Regions from separate parts of the Mus musculus genome. Here region 2 is linked to region 1. The links are chromatin contacts, called in public Hi-C maps. All regions are on one chromosome and are shown on one strand. Each heading gives the region's core, a stretch centred on a gene start, on an enhancer-like site or on the middle of the called end of the contact. The rest is flanking DNA. Distances are from core to core; before and after follow the strand shown. Region 1 overlaps Acoxl (acyl-Coenzyme A oxidase-like). Region 2 has its middle 3.5 kb from the start of Gm39928.

What was found. A called contact is a pair of places that touch in the nucleus more often than the background predicts.
Region 2: a Hi-C map of bone marrow-derived macrophages shows a contact between it and region 1, with 16 read pairs. The contact joins two enhancer-like sites. A contact is called at or near these places in 8 of 39 promoter capture datasets (the HPC-7 cell line, cranial neural crest, liver and 4 more), 3 of 484 Hi-C or Micro-C datasets (LSK cells, bone marrow-derived macrophages and embryonic stem cells), 7 of 115 datasets of contacts at active chromatin or transcription factors (T-cell acute lymphoblastic leukemia, Th17 cells, kidney and 4 more) and 1 of 9 other capture datasets (embryonic stem cells).

Annotation. Positions count from the first base shown.
Region 1 is chr2:128,081,332-128,084,200 of GRCm38.p6, forward strand. All of the region lies in intron 15 of Acoxl (acyl-Coenzyme A oxidase-like), which reads left to right. Among named protein-coding and RNA genes, the nearest start is that of Bcl2l11, 43 kb to the right of the region's middle. Within about 2 kb of position 1,375, at least 2 of the 459 cell types and tissues checked have an H3K27ac peak or open chromatin away from gene starts, as enhancers often do. A contact at or near this core is called in bone marrow-derived macrophages, where this site is marked.
Region 2 is chr2:128,551,806-128,554,674 of GRCm38.p6, forward strand. No RefSeq gene overlaps it. Among named protein-coding and RNA genes, the nearest start is that of Gm39928, 3.5 kb to the left of the region's middle. Within about 2 kb of position 1,481, at least 26 of the 459 cell types and tissues checked have an H3K27ac peak or open chromatin away from gene starts, as enhancers often do. A contact at or near this core is called in bone marrow-derived macrophages, where this site is marked.

The sequences.
Region 1 (2,869 bases), core at 125-2,624:
ATACATGTAGACACACACATGCATGCACACGCACGCACAAATATCTTCTTAAAAGAACTCTGTATTTTGATTGGTTGTGCTTTTCTGTAATGGTCTCTGTTGCAAAGGGAAATTTCCTTGATGAGGCTGGAGACTACACTTATGTGTGTATAAAGACAAATATTTAGGATGTAATTAGAGATTATGCGGGTTAAGTAAAGCGGTGGTGTTAGGCCTCTTCCAAGATCTATGACTTCACTAGCCTTGCATAGCCAGCTGGCTTCTAGTATCAGATATGATTTCCCTCTTGTTGAGAGGGTTGTAAGTCCATTTGGAGAGTTGTTGGTTCCTGCCAGACATGTGTGCCACTACTGCACCCTTGGACGTATCACACTGGGCTGGCTGTAGTTATATCTCATAAACGGTAAAGCGGGTAGGGTTGTGGGTCGCTTCCCTCCTTTGGAAGTTTTCATGGTGTCTTCTGGTACCACGAAAACTAGCCCTCAACTAGTCTTGAAGAGAATTTCAAGTCAGTTCCAAACTCAGGGATATCTGGGCCCTGTGTCTGCAATGCCTGGTGTCTCTATTAATAGAGACTTACCGCCTACCTCTGGGGGACAACCAAGGATAATAACAGTAGTCTATAATGTTTTGGGACCCTCTTGGACAACCATGACCAGCAAGCAGCTCAAAAGAGGGCTTTTCATGCCTGATGTGAGGGTTTCTGTTAGATGGTCTTAGGCTCTTGGAGAGAGCATTGTCAGTCCAGATGGAAATTGTTCATTTGAACTACATATGTATACTTATATGACTCAGGGTATTTTAGGTATTTTTAGGTAGATAGTTAATATTATGATTCCTTTTGGCTTTTTCCAGACATCTTTACTGCTAGTCTACCCTCCTGTAGTTACCTTCCTCCCCACCCCTGCTCCCATTAGCTTCCCCTTTTCCATTTTCCTGATCAGATCACATGTACTCCACTATTCTCCTCTCTATTGCTCCCCCCAGGCCCCACCATGTCAATGGTACCTTATTTTCCTGAGTATTGCAGTTACTCCAGACTATGCATGCACATCTGAAGATCTGGAACTAGAAGCTCCAGATGAGAGAATCCATGTGATGTTTGTCTATCTGGGTCTGGGTTACCTCATTTAATGTGTTCGTTTCTAGTTCCATCCATGTACTGCCAAAGGTCGTGACTTCAATTTTCTTTACCACTGAGTAATATTCTATAGAGTATATGTACATTTTCATTTACCTCTTGTCTGTCTAAGGCTATTAGGTTGTTCCTATTTCCTAGCTGTTGTGAATAGAACAGCACTGCATAAGGCTGAGCAAGTGTCTGTGGAGTCCTTTGTGCACATGCCCAGGAGTGGTACATCTGGATCACATGGTAGTCTGGCTGCTCAGAATCACTGAAAGGGCAACAGGAATTTACCCTCCCTGGTTTGGAAATAAGTTCCTACCCCTTTGTTTCTCACCATGTGATTTAACAATTATAACTTGTACAGTAAACTGCAAAGATCTATGTCAGCATTCTGAGCTGACTATAAGTAAACATGTAGTGTGTATGGGGGAGGGGGGAGGACAAGGGGAAGGAACAGTAAGTCATCTCAAAATAAGATTCCCTGAGTACCCATGTGGGTGGAGAAAATGTGAGAGAGTAAAACAGAATAGGTAGGCTTGTGTCCATGAGCGTCAGGATTAAGAATAAGAGCTTTGGAGTTTCTTGGTCAGCCAATCTAGCCCAAGCAGTGATCCCAAGTGTAGGGACAAAAACTAAGGTGATCAGCCATAGGAGATGACACTTGACATCAACCTCTGGCTGCAACATGCATGTATGCACTCATGGGCACACACAGGCACACATGCATACATGTACAAATGCATACAAAATAATTCAAAATCTTTTTTAAAAAAAAGATTAAGACCTTCTACACCATCAATAAAAAATAGATATTGGGAGGGTATGGGGGCTTTGGGGATAGTATTTGAAAGGTATATGAAGAAAATATCTAACAAAAAATATCTTAATTAAAAAAATAGATGTTGCACAAATTCTTGCCTTATCATGGCACTTCTGGATATGATGTTATATATTTCTTAAAAAGCATTGCCCCATAGGGCACTGTAAATTTAGAAATATTTGCAAGGAGCACACACTTAAACATGAGTTTTAAAGGGCAGCATATTCTAGTCTCCAAAACATTTAGCAAATAACCTTTGAGTTCACATGAGCCACCCACACAAAAACCAAAATGAACTACACAGAAAAAAAAAATTGCAAAAGCAACTGTCTGTTGACAACCAGATTTTCTTTCAGCCCTCGAGTTCTGGTCTATAAATAATCCGTGTGTTTCGAGTCTGACCATTGTCTTCAGAGGCCCCTCCTGACATATTCTCAGTTCAGGGTGTCTTAAAACAAATATTAAATGTGTAAATCATGGAAACTATTATGTTTTTAGAGAGCTATTGGAGATATGTGCTTTTTAGATACCCAAAGTGTCAAAATGAAACATTAAGATGATGTATTCTTTCTTTGGAGCATCTGTTTATCTTTTGTGAGATCTCAAGCTTGATAAATCACCAGAGATAAAAACTTCATTTTTAACTTATTGTAAATCCCAAATGCTGAGAAGAAAAATAGTGCTGAGTCTTCTCTATGTGACTTTCCCTCTCTCTCTGCTGATGACTTACAGGGGTTTGTTTGCAGAGAAAACACGAGGCTCTGTTGACTGCCGAGATGATGGCTTTTGCTCAGAAACCTGAGAACTGAAGGGGAAAGGGGGAAGCATGTGTTGTCAGGGTTGATAATTTAACGTGGTTTAATATCTGCCTAAAGTGGCACAGGGTGAAAGACAGGAGAAGACCACAAGGTAATTCAGAGAGA
Region 2 (2,869 bases), core at 231-2,730, 470 kb after region 1:
CAGAGCTAAAGCAAAGGAAAAGGGAGAAGGCCTCCTCTGCCCTGGGAGACCAGCGCTGTGGTTGGGAGAGATGGACAGCCTGTGTCAGGGGCCTGGCTTGCAGGGCAGAGGCTAGAGATGGATGCTACCAGTGGATCTCAAGGTTTCTGAACGTTTCTAGAAGGTAAGCTAAGCAAGAAGTTGGTTTGGGTATGTCATTTTTGTTGAACTAAAAATGGACGGCATGGCACGTCACTCTCTACTTCTTTTCTCACGAGTTAGAAAATTGCATGGTGTATGCTTGCAATGTTTTCTGGGAAGGTCTGGATGTGGTAACAGGAGTAAGGCCAGGCTCGGGCTCAGCCTCAGCCGTGGGAAGAGGCAAGGTGCACACATGACTCCCGCAACCAAAACACAGCACAAGAGGTTCTGGGAACTGAAACCACAGGTGAGTCAGCACATGGGAGAGGGAACAGGACAGGGCACGTGAGTAAATCCTCACCCCAGCCCAGCACTTAAGGAGAATGTTCAAAGCAGGAGGCGGGGGAGGGTCCCATCCCAGGTAGGAGGTGCTGGGCCAGGTCACAAGAACCCTTAGGCGAGTCCTAACCACCACTCATCCACTGGCAGGGCTGCATTGCCCAGCTCAGGCAAGCTTTAACTCAGAAGGAGCCCATTACGGCTTGAACTCAAAATGTCCCACACAGGTTCAAGTGTTTGAACACTTGATCCCCAGCTGGTAGCATTGTTCCGGAGGAAGGTTGTAGAGCCTAGGAGGTAGAGCCTTCCTGGAGGAAGTGATTCACTGGTGGGGGGACCCACTCACTTCCTGACTACTCTCTGCTACAGGGCTGCCAAGACAGTGTGGTGTGTCTCCTCAGATTCCTGTTGATGGACTGTGTCCCTTATTAAACCATGAACCACAATAAATGCTTCACTCCCAAAACTGCCTTGTCAGGTATTTTGCCAGAGCAGTAAGAAAGGTAACTACACTGGGCACAAGCTGGCTTCATTTAGGACTCTGAAATATCTGACCCCCATATAGAACCAGCCAGTGGAGGCCCCACCCCAGAAGTTCTTGCTCAACAGACAGACACATCTATCATCGATGTGTTTGTGAAGTCCAGCAACTGATCCAAATCAGTTCCCTCATAGTAAACACTGCACTTAAAGGATTTAAAGGAAATCTCTGTGTAACCAACAAGGAGAAGGGGCCCACTAAGCCTGCTTCCCTCTGAGAAGGAGAAGTAGGTCAAGGCTACGCCCTATCCAGGGATGTGAATGACTCCTGAGCCCGTCTGGTGCTGAGCTAATTCTGTAAGAATGAATTCATCTCATACCCAGCAACCTGGTAACTTGCTTCCTATTGTTATCCCTCCTGAGGAACCCTAGCTTCAGAGAGCTTTAGAACTTCAATCATGGTCAGAGCTAGAATCTGAGTGTTGGCAGCTTTTTCGGAACTTTTCACAACCCCATTGTCCTGAAATGTCTCAGGAGACTGCCACACCCTAACATCCGGGGAATTCCACAAGGGTCAGATCCCTGGGCTTAGCACAGAGTGATCCAAGCTAGGGTGGCATCTCAACAAGAGGTTTATTCATTCTAAAATGCGGGAGATGTGGCTGGGCCATGCATACTAGGAGCATTTGTAGGCTCTCTCTGCCAACATGCCAACCAAGCCTCATGCAGGTTTGGTGAAAGGCAAGAATCAACAATTTTCCAGCCATGCGACAGCTGCTTGGGGGAAGGTAGGCCATGGGATGGCAAGGGTAGGACACACTATTTCCCACTGTCTGGCCTCAACTTGCCCATAGTACAGAAGGCTAGATGCTACTTAGGTTTGGAAGATGGGGCCAAAGCAACAAGTATATGTTAAAAACCAGGGTGTCCTGGCCCCCCATCTCTGTTTTTAACCTGTATAGCCCGTGACTAGGCAGTCTCACGAAGACCTGCTAGCAGCTGTCTCCTGTGGCCCCAGCCATCTTTCTTTTTCTTTTTTCTTTTTTTTTTTTTTATTACGTATTTTCTTCAATTACATTTCCAATGCTATCCCAAAAGTCCCCCCCCCCCACTCCCCTACCCACCCATTCCCATTTTTTGGCCCTGGCATTCCCCTGTACTGGGGTATATAACGATTGCCTGACCAATGGGCCTCTCTTTCCAGTGATGGCCGACTAGGTCATCTTTTGATACATATGCAGCTAGAGTCAAGAGCTCTGGGGTACTGGTTAGTTCATAATGTTGTTCCACCTATAGGGTTGCAGTTCCCTTTAGCTCCTTGGGTACTTTCTCTAACTCCTCCATTGGGGGCCCTGTGATCCATCCAATAGTTGACTGTGAGCATCCACTTCTGTGTTTGCTAGGCCCCGGCCTAGTCTCACAAGGGACAGCTATATCACCGTCCTTGCAACAAAGGCTTGCTAGTGTATGCAATGGTGTCATCGCTTGGAGGCTAATTATGGGATGGATCCCTGGATATGGCAGTCTCTAGATGGACCATCCTTTTGTCTCAGCTCCAAACTTTGTCTCTGTAACTCCTTCCATGGGTGACCCAGCCATCTTTCAAGGCTGGCGTTGTTCCCACTTACACCCTGAGAGTTGGCAACCCTGGTGACTCCTGCTAAAGAGTCATAGCTGCAAGTCTCTAAGGAAGAAGTGTAGATGGCAGGAGACAGGCCCTTCTCCAAGATACAGGCTCTTCTTGGCCCAGGTTCACAGGCCCTTTTCAGGTTCTGTAGCCCATGCATTTTCATTGGTGGGTGTGACACTCTTGCTGGGTTCTCAGAGCAGCCATCTCTGGTTTGGTACATGAGTGTTAGGGGAAAGAGAAAGGCCATTAAGTTATGGCTCCCTTCTGGCTCTCCAGGAGAGGGAAATGAGACGCTGCAGT